Linked DNA regions of Mus musculus: region 2 is linked to region 1. A link is a contact called in public Hi-C data. All regions are on one chromosome and are shown on one strand. The core of a region is the stretch at or near the end of the contact, and the rest is flanking DNA. Distances in the headings are between cores, read along the strand shown. Region 1 holds the start of Acyp1 (acylphosphatase 1, erythrocyte (common) type). Region 2 holds the start of Ltbp2 (latent transforming growth factor beta binding protein 2).

Region 1 (5,142 bases), core at 1,083-3,582:
CACTTGATTATTGAACTCCTCCTCGGCTGAAGTCACCTTTTGGTGAGCATTTACATGGGACACAAATATCTTCACATCCTTTGCCCATTTGGAGAGATCTATCCACATACTTCTTCCCCAGATGTCTTTCTCACCAATTTTCCAGTTGTGATCTTTCCAAGTCCCTGACCATCCAGCCAATCCATTGGCTACAGCTCATGAGTCAGTGAATTTTCGATAATCAACTGTCATTATATTGTCTCCAGCAGAAGGTGTAGCCCAGATTAAAGGTGTGTTCTGCCACACCTTTAATCCCAGATGAAAAGGCGTAGCCCAGATTAAAGGTGTGTTCCTTAAACTCGGAGATTCAATCTTCTGGAATCCATAGCCACTATGGCTTAAGATCTCCAAACCAAGATCCAGATAAGGATCTCCAAGCCTCAAGATAAGGGTCACTGGTGAGCCTTCCAATTCCGGATTGTAGTTCATTCCAAATATTGTCAAGTTGACAACCAGGAATAGCCACTACAATCCACCCCTTGTCAACTTGACACAAATAACATCTCATGTTCACATGAAACAATAACAAGGTTGTGAATACACCTAACATGATATAACTATCCCTCGTACAATTGCAAACGTATTTGTAAATTTACAATGGGGCATTCATATTACTTTATAATCCTCGTTTCTGCAACTGGTTACGTGGCCTTAATTGGTATTTATAACTACCTTCCTCTACTACCCATTCTGTATTTCCTTCACCTTCAGCCAGCACCTCAGCAGGTCTTGGCTCTTTTCCTGGAAGTATCTTAGGAATAAAATGTGGGCATGTATTCAAAAGGTTCCCCTAAGATCCTAATGTGCAGATGGTGTTTGAGAGCCCCTGGTTTCATCCCAGCTACTTTTGCCTCCTTGCCTATTGGTGCTACCGTATCATCACCCAAAATTGGAGAGTCAAAGTATTCTTAGGAGTGGACTTTGGACTGGCTGCCTGAAACTAAATCCATCACATTCTGGTTGGATTCTGGAACTTTGGAAGGATACTGTCTCCTCCACAAGCTCTTTCTCAGCCCTTCCCATCAGAATTAATCTCTCTGCTTCTCCCTAACACGTTCTGTTTCTGTTATAATGTTGGGCTGGTTCGTGGTGAGCTCTCAGAGTGAGTGAAATGAATTACCACGTTGCACATGATCTTGTCCGTTCTGTGCATGCACAGCTACGATAAAGAAATCTTTGAGGGCAACGATTATATCATCCGTCTTGTACACCATATGGTGTTCCATCCATTACACTACTCAGTGGGTCTGGAATCTATAGAGAAACTCACTTTAATTGAATTTTAGAGAAATTGCATCAGTCAAACACAATGTTTAGTGTTGTTTTCAAATATCGCCAAGGACACCATTCAGTACTGCTCCTCCTCCTCCCAGCAGGGAGGCTTTCTGACTTTGTTACAGGGGGAACTGGTGTAATGATAGATTTCCATAGCTACCACTGCTAACTATCTCACCTTGCCAAGTCTGCCAGCCTGACATATTACCACATGGGGCCCGGTGTTAGGAAATGATATGATACAGACAAGCAGTCGAAGAAGGGACAATAAACTCCACACACAATTTGCTTCATACACATTCTCGATCCTAAGGGTAGCTGAATTCCAATGCATACAAATCAAATCTCATTTTAGCAGTCCTCATCTAAAAACACCTTAGTAATTCTCTTTCTCTAAAAGCAAATGCATGCAATTTGGTTATTTTGCTCAGATTTATTGATTCTATTGAGATTCCTGAGCCATGAATAACTTGCCTGTGCTTTATTATTTATTTATCAATTTTTTTTTTTTTTTTTTTTTTTTTTTTTTTTTTTTACCTAAGGTAGACTCTGGATAGCAGCTTCCAAAACCCCAGATAGAATGACTTCACCGTGATGTCGTGTGCATTTATTGTCTTTTGCTACCAAGTCCAAATTATGCATGTCCCAGAATTGGAAGAGAACTGAAAGAAGGGAAAAAAAAAAAAAAAGGGCAGGCCAGATTCTATTAGTCACTGACTGTGCTAACAGCCCTAGGCACCCAGTAGGGTGAGTGGACATATTAAGTGTTTTGTCTATGACTTTCTTTACCCACGGGGAAATGACAAGAGGGGTACACTTAGTGGCAGAAGTGTGGTACAGGTTGGTCATTGTATGCAAAACCGGACTCTCCACTTAAAAAAATTAATCCCAGGATCTCTCCAAAACGTGACCCACTTGTCCTGAAGCCCCACCCTTGGGCGGGTTCTTGAACAAGGAGCCACCTCTGATTGGTTAAATCGCGGTGATGGGCGTGCAGGGCAGCGTTGGAGAAGCCGAGCTCTAAACTTCCGGAAGTGGCGGTTAACACGGCTCGGGCGGTTGATCTGAAGGTCTTCGGGGCTGTTCAGCGGCTCCTGGGGAAGCCCCAGAAACTCGAGCTTCCGCCGCTCGGATCATCCAAGTGTCAGTGGAGGGGATTTCGGGCCGCATGGGGATAGGATGGATGGCGGCTTCAGGGCTGCAAGGGCAGCGGGATGAGCAGGCGAAGGCTCCCCGACCAGGGGCTTGCGTTTACATCCACTTACTCCTTGCAGTTCCGGGACCCTGAGGTTCCGGAGAGGCCCCCATGGTATTGGAGGGCGGGTGCAGCCCTTTCTTAGGACGATGTCTCACCTTGCTGTCTCTGACAGGTTTGAGCATGGCAGAAGGGGACACCTTGGTCTCAGTGGATTACGAAATTTTTGGAAAGGTTCAAGGGGTGTTTTTCCGCAAGTACACTCAGGTATGTGGCTTAAGTGTCGGGGCGCATCACTAAGTGATGGACAGGAGGCCTGGTTCTGACCAATGGGAACTGGGAGAGTGGGAAGGGAGCACCTGGACACTCTCCTGACGGAGAATACCGCTAGCGCACCCTGTTGTACTGTCACCAAGCTAAGTCGCCTCTAAAAAGCTGCCATCAAGATAGAGAGGTGGCATTAGGTAGGCCGATCACAGAGTAACTTACATAATCGCCCATCATACCTACAAGTTTATTCCTCCAACTTCCTCTCAACACCTCAGTTTTGTTTTGTTTTGTTTTGTTTTGTTTTTCTTCCCATCATGGGACTCAGGGACATTGGCATGCTAAGCAAGCTGCACTGTACCAGCTAACAGCAAACTTGGCATCCTCTACCCCTGTTTCCCCATCACTAATCTCTCCAGTGCACAAGGGCAATCTCAATTTCCCTTCAGCAGAGTTGCCTTTCTGCTCACTATGGCCATCCTGATGGATGTGACAGAGTGTACCTCCTTGAGGAGTTTCATTGTTTTAGTTCAGGTATAAAGTATTTAAAACACCTCAAGTCATACAAGTCATGTTCTTCAGTCACCATAGAACTAAAGTACAAATAAGTAACAGAAAGAGAACTGTTATTAGCTATAATTCCATTTGGAAGATAATATTCCAAATTATCTGGAGTAGCACGTTTTTGTTAAATCACGGTAGAATATATGTACTGAAAACCTTACTATTTTAACCATTTGAAAACACACAATTCAGCAACCTTAAGTACGTTCATACATCCTTGTCTTATCACCAAGGAACAGTTGAAGAACCAACCCCTCACACATACACTTCCTTCTTTATCTCAAAAGGCTGAAGCTCTACCCACCAGCTCCTGTCTTCCCCTTCACCAGCCCCTGGTGGCCAGGATCCTGCATACCCATGTATGCATACGCGTGTTGAAGTCTGAGGACCAGTTACGGGAGTCCGTTCTCCCCTACCATGTAGATTCCAGGGATCAAACTCAGGTCACCGGGCTTGGTGGCAAGTGTGCGCCATCTTGCTGGATCTCTATAAATTTGACCGCTCTGGCTAGCGCCTGGGTAGTCTCATGAAGTACCTGTCCTTTGGCGGCTGCCTTCCTTCACTAGCATCCTGTCCTCAGTGATGTGTAGATGCACCCACGTGTCCGGAGTCAGAACGTCTTTCCCTTTTTTTAAAAATATTTTTAAAATTTATTTATTATATGTAAGTACACTGTAGCTGTCGTCAGACACTCCAGGTGAGGGCATCAGATTTCATTATGGATGGTTGTGAGCCACCATGTGGTTGCTGGGATTTGAACTCAGGCCCTTTGGAAGAACAGTCTGTGCTCTTAACCACTGAGCCATCTTTCCAGCCCCACGTCTTTCCTTTTTAAGGCTGAGTATCATGCTGTACAGTCTCAGGGTGGTTTTGATTTGCCTTTACCTAACACATCTTTATGTGTTTATTGGCATGTAAAAGATACATATTTGGAGATCTTTCTATTCAAATCCTTGTCTGGTAAATTGAGTTATTTTTCTTTTTTTGTGTATGTATTGACACCTCTTTATCTACTCCAGATACTAAGCCTCTGTCTGTCTCTTTCCATTTCTTTTTTGAGTTTGAGATAAGGTCTCCTTAGCCCAGGCTGGCCTAGGACCTAAGAGCTAACCACATATCCACATGCTTCTCTCCCTCTCCCTCTTCCTCTCCCCCCTGACTGCTGGGTTTAAAGGTGTATGCTACCATGCTCAGCACTAATTCTCTTTTTAAAAACGTGCCTTTATGTGTACATCTGTGTGAGCGACTGCGGGCGTGTACGGCAGAGTATGTGTGCGGGCCTCTAGAGGCCAGGAGAGGGTGAAGATCCCCTGGAGCTGGGGTTCCAGGCAGCTGTGAGCCACTTATTGTGGGTTCCAGAATGAACCCAGGTCTTCTGTAAGAGCATGTGTTCCTTCCTCACCCCTGAGCATCTCTGCAGCCTCCACCTGGACACCAGTCTCTTAGCCAATGCCCGATGCTGACATGCCTTCCATTTTGGAGAGTTCCTTTTTCTTGATAGGGTTCTTTCAGGCACCAAAAGTTTTCATTTTGCTTGTTTGAGAAAGTCTCACTGCATAGCCTAGGCTGGCTTCGAACTCTTGATATTCCTCCCAAATACTGGGCTAACACACAGACATCACCACTATGCCCAGTGGGATTACACATAGACATTATCACCACGCCCGGCAAGGATTTATTTTTGAACTCCCAATTTTGCTTTTTTTTTTTTTTTTTTTTTTTTGAGGGAGGGAGGGGATATGGGAACTGTACTTGTAGTTTTGTGATTTGTCCTTTTAGTGATTTAAGGTCCTGAAGAGCCA
Region 2 (5,142 bases), core at 669-3,168, 400 kb after region 1:
TACAAAGGCTACTTAGTTACTTAGTTCTTGTATCTGGTAGAAATTGGCAAGCCAAGGACCCTGTCTGACATGTATTAAGTAAAGAAGAATGGAGCTAAAGAGAGCTGGTGGTGAAGAGCACTTGCTGTCCCTAGAGGTCCCTAGTTCCCAGCCACCTTGGGTGGCTCACAATCACCTGTAAGTCCGGCTCCAGGAGATCCTGTGTAACTGGCTTCCAAAGGACCCTGCACTCGTGTGCACACACCCATATGTAGACATATACACACACCTACACATAGCTGAAAATAATTTTTTAAAATATGTTTTAAAAGAGGAGGGAAGAACTGGGAGGTGGCACCGTATGCCTTTAATCCCAGTACTCAGGGGACAGACAAATCTCTGAGCTGAAGGCCATCCTGTCTTACAAAGGAGACAGCCAGAGCTAAACAGAGAAACTCTGTCTTGAGAAAAACCAAAACCAAAGAATAACAACAAAAACCAAACCAACCCAAGACAACAACAAAGCCCCAGGAAATGATTTCCCCTTGTAAGTGGGCAAGCTTGGGTATTTCCTCACAGGAATGGGAAGCGGAAGAACACACATGGCCACTGTAGGGGCCGATGTTTGCTCTGTGAGGTGAAATGAAGAGGTAGTCCTGAAGACCTCTTGGAGATGAATACTCTAGGTAGAGAGATGAGCCGTCACAATGCATCAAACATTTGCCAAGCAGAGACTGTGAGGGTACTGTGTAATGAATACCGAGCAGGAGTAAGTTCAGATCGGTCAGAAAACCAGCCGGGCAGGGAGGACTCCGTAGGCCAGTGTCAAATATTGAGACTTTCTAATCCAGTTAGGTATTACTTAGGATTCTGGGAAGGGAGGGGCTGGTATGGGAAGTTGTAATTGGTGCCTTTACAGGCTCTTTTATCCTGTCTGCTTAGGAGCCAGTAGGCTGTGAAAACACTTTCAGGAAAACCATATATGCCTAGCCTTTTAGGCTTTGGGGCATGGGACACAGGGAAGAAGGTTAATTTAGGTGGGAGGCAACGGACATCCCTGTCCCCTTCAATACAAGAAGGTGTGAGAACCCGGCCCAGCAGGGCTCAAAGGCTCATGCAGCCCCTTGGGGAAATTCTCCAAGGAATGAGGGGCGGTGGTAGGAGTTCAAAGAGTGGACTGTGGGCCAGAGGCCACTAGCCTGGGTTTTATTTCCATCTTTAGCAATACTCTCCTTTAGTCACCTTATTCAAGAGGCTCCATGCCTACCTTTGTAAAAAGAGAACAACTCTTCCAGCGGGCATCCACCATCACCATAGGCCCAGGTCAAGGCTTGGCGCCACAGGAAGCAGATTAAGATCTAGGCTCTAAGCAGGTTGGCAGAGTGTGTCGCTACAAAACACGGTGGCCAAGGGTGTGACCAGCTCCACCAGGGGGCGCGCGCCCCAAGTTGCCCTTCCCCATAGGCAACCGGCTCTTGGGAGCTGCCCCAGGGACACCTGCATTCTCGCCTAGCGCCCCCAGCGGTCAGAGGTGGAAGCAACGAGACCAGGCGCGCATGCCTCGGGCTCGGTCCCCATTACTCCGGTCTGGGTACCTTCCCCAGCTTCCTTCAGGCCCGAGAAGCAGTTCATCTGGGTCCGTGAGGTCAGGAACAGAAAATACATCCAGGACAGGTGGACAACTTGAGTTTGCCCAGGACAGGAAAAAGGCAGCTCAGGTGCGCTGGTCCAGGCAGACGCCATCTGTCTTTCCAGTCCCCGGGTCTGCCCTGTCGCCCGCAGCTCCTCACGGGTTAATCCCCTCGCCGCCCGCTCGCTTCTCGGTGCCAAAGAGGGTGTTGCTGGAATTCTTGTCTCCCGTAATAAGGGGGCCGAGCTGTCCCTCCAAGGAGGGGGGCATGGCGTGGATAAAAGAGGCGAAAAAGCAGGGGGCGGTTTCCAAAAATAAAACCCTTCGGTTCCCCTTCAGACGGCGGCAGTGCGGGAGCGAAGGTGCGGCAGGCTCGGGCTCGGTGCGCAGCCCGGGCAGCTCACGCCATACAGCCCTTACCTAGGAACCCCTGGACCCCCAAACGGCTGTTTCAGAGGTCCCCTAGACGGGAAGGGGCAAGTCGCCAGGCGGGTCTGTGGAGCGAACGATGGAAAGCACCTCCCCGCGAGGTCTCCGGTGCCCACAGCTCTGCAGCCACTCTGGCGCCATGAGAGCGCCGACCACCGCTCGCTGCTCCGGATGCATCCGACGGGTGCGTTGGAGGGGCTTCCTGCCACTTGTCCTGGCTGTCTTGATGGGGACAAGTCATGCCCAACGGGATTCCATAGGGAGATACGAACCAGCTAGCAGGGATGCGAATCGGTTGTGGCACCCCGTGGGCAGCCACCCCGCAGCGGCTGCAGCCAAGGTGTACAGTCTGTTCCGAGAGCCTGACGCGCCGGTCCCCGGCTTGTCGCCCTCTGAGTGGAACCAGCCGGCCCAGGGGAACCCTGGGAGGCTCGCAGAGGCCGAGGCCAGGAGGCCACCCCGAACCCAGCAGCTGCGTCGAGTCCAGCCACCTGTCCAGACTCGGAGAAGCCATCCCCGGGGCCAGCAGCAGATAGCAGCCAGGGCTGCACCTTCTGTCGCGCGCCTGGAAACCCCTCAGCGACCCGCGGCTGCACGGCGAGGGCGGCTCACCGGGTGAGCACTGAAGAGGGGATAGGGCTGGGGGCGGGGTGGAGCAAAGGGATGCGGGTATCCCGGACAGTTACGCCTTCAGTGGAGTGCGGGTCCTGTCCCTTTGTCCTCAGTAACTACTAGAGAAACCGCTCCGAGGTTCCGAAACCGGGGCTCGGACCAGCTTTCAAAAAGTTATTTTGGGGAAAATAAATCTACTATCTGTTCCCTTGGACACCAGTTCTCCCAGAACCCCGACGTTAAGCTCGTGTGCGTTTCTCACTCATTCTGTGCTGGGCTAACGAGCTGCAGTGGCTGGGTGGGCGCTCTGGGTTCTTGAGGCCCAGAGAAGGATAAACTGGCTCCGGGCGCCAGTAGGTGGAGGATCTGGGCGGGGGGGGGGGGGGGGGAGTGGGGACATCAGGGCGCGAAGACAGACGCATCTCCAGGAACGGGCTGACAGCGAAGCAGGCGCGCCAAGACAAGTGTATAGTCCGGGCTCAGGTCTGCTGGGACACGCAGAGGACTTAGGCAAGGGTTTAGGAGCTCTGTGAAAGAGAAGGCTGCCCTGACCTGTGCGAGGGACTGGGTCTGTGTTCCAGGAAGTCTAGATGTCAGCGTTGTTTGCACATTTTGAAAAGCCACGCCTCGCTCCAACTCTTCAACTTATTATTTTGCACCACTCGCTGCGGGTTCTGGACTCTGTTATCACAGGAGGTCCCCTCCCCGCCCCAACAACGCCTTGCCCAGGATTTAATGAGTTGGGGACCTCTCCTGAGTACCCAGGTGTCTCTGGAGTGAAGGCACAGGAGCCTGGCAATGCCAGACTGGGCAAGGTGCAATTGATTAGTCTAGGAGGGGCTTTGGCAGCCCTTGGCCTGAGCCTGGTTTATCTGTCCGTTGTAGTTCCAGGTAGCATTCCCGTTGCTTGTACGCCTAGTCCCACTACAGAGGATCTTCTGCCTCCTGCTCTGCACACATACTCTTCTCTTGCCTGCAACGGTCTTCTGTATCTTAGCAAAGTTCACCGTGTCTCATCCCTTCTGTGCCCTCATCCAGCTTTATGCTTTCTTATAGCATTTATTCCCCCCTCACGTATTTCTATTTCTATGTATGTGTTCAAACTTATACAAGTTCTGCTTAAGCAGGGTTTTGTTAGCTTTCATGTTCCCAGCAGATCAGTGCCTGCACGTAGCTGGCCCTCTCTGCGTCTAAATGAATTCCCTACTAACCTTTGGAGGCCTAGCCTAAAGTCTGCAGGGCATAGAGCTGAGTGCTGCCAAGTGGCTCCAGCGTAAGACCATTCAAGGAGAGTTAGCAGGACACCTGCCCCGTTTCAGCTTTCCCCTCTATTCTGACTTGTGCAGGCAACTGCATGATTACATGTGCTGAGCATGGGAGAGGGCTCGGGGACCCACAGAATACAAAACCTGCTGGAGGGCAAGCCAATGTCTTAAAATCAAGTTGGAGGCACGAGCAGTATGTGCTGGTGAATGTGTTTCTAAAAGCACAGGACAATTCTGTCAAGGGCAATGGAGCAGTACAATATAGTGAAGATGGTCAGGGAAGAGACACTGACCTGGGGCCCTAGAGCATAGACGAGGAAGGAGAGGGCCAGAGTGGCACATCTGGAGATGAGGCTGCCATGCAGGCTTAACTCAGAACTAGGGCTTTTCACCATAAGCTTTTGCCCCTGGTATAGGGGAGCCGGGGGCTGAGGCTGAGATGAAGTCTGGCTGTCATAGGGAGGGGATGGTTATGCTGCAGGCTTGTGTGTGCTTGTGTGTGTGTGTGTGTGTGTGTGTGTGTGTGTGTGTGTGTGTGTGCGCGCGCATGCATGCGCATTGCAAGGTGCTGTTAGAAGTCAGAAAGTGAAGCAAAGCAGACTGTCACTAGGACAAAGCTGACAGCAATGACCAGGTGTGAAGTTATGGGCACCTGCTAGATACACAGATGTATACCTGTGCTGGAGTTGGAGCCTCAGTTTTGTCTCCTGAAGCTTTGGTAGATAGATGTTGAGTTCTTCTGTCATCCCATTCATCTCTTGGGAAGGGGTCCCAAGACAAAATTATTCCTTAACTTCCTCAATCCAGGTCGATTCTGGCCGTCGTGTGCAGGTCAGATCTAGGGATCAAGTGCCATCTGCTGGTAGAATGTAGAACTACAGTTGCTAATTGAGGTTTTTTTTTGTTTTTGGTTTTGGTTTGAGTTTTTTTTTTGGTTTTGTGTGTGTGTGTGTGTGTGTGTGTGTGTGTGTGTGTGTTGTTCTGTTCTGTTTTGTGGAACCCCTTTAATATGCACTATTATGAAAACCCTGGGAATATAGCAGTAGATAAAATAGACAAACTGCCAGGTGGTGGTGATGCACGCCTTTAATCTCAGCATTCTGAAGGCAGAGGCAGGCAGATCTCTGAGTTTTAGAGTAGTCTGGTCTACAGAGCCAGTTCTATGATACCGAGAGCTACACAGAGAAACCCTGTCTGGAAAAACAAAAACAGTAACAGCAACAAAAC

The links. A called contact is a pair of places that touch in the nucleus more often than the background predicts.
Region 2: a Hi-C map of embryonic stem cells shows a contact between it and region 1, with 2.9 times the contacts expected there. The contact joins the promoter of Ltbp2 here to the promoter of Acyp1 in region 1. A contact is called at or near these places in 14 of 39 promoter capture datasets (the 3T3-L1 cell line, the HPC-7 cell line, HPC-7-derived erythroid cells and 7 more), 1 of 15 datasets of contacts at CTCF or cohesin (embryonic stem cells), 10 of 484 Hi-C or Micro-C datasets (the Ba/F3 cell line, cortical neurons, embryonic stem cells and 1 more), 2 of 115 datasets of contacts at active chromatin or transcription factors (embryonic stem cells and stem cell-derived neural progenitor cells) and 1 of 9 other capture datasets (embryonic stem cells).

Annotation. Positions count from the first base shown.
Region 1 is chr12:85,277,625-85,282,766 of GRCm38.p6, reverse strand. Acyp1 (acylphosphatase 1, erythrocyte (common) type) reads left to right here and starts at 2,332. Exons shown (of 3, transcript NM_025421.3): 1 at 2,332-2,457; 2 at 2,685-2,776. The coding sequence starts at 2,693. It also overlaps a transcript of Zc2hc1c not described here.
Region 2 is chr12:84,873,267-84,878,408 of GRCm38.p6, reverse strand. Ltbp2 (latent transforming growth factor beta binding protein 2) reads left to right here and starts at 1,918. Exons shown (of 36, transcript NM_001370743.1): 1 at 1,918-2,653. The coding sequence starts at 2,178. D030025P21Rik (RIKEN cDNA D030025P21 gene) reads right to left here and starts at 2,607. Exons shown (of 1, transcript NR_028577.1): 1 at 1-2,607.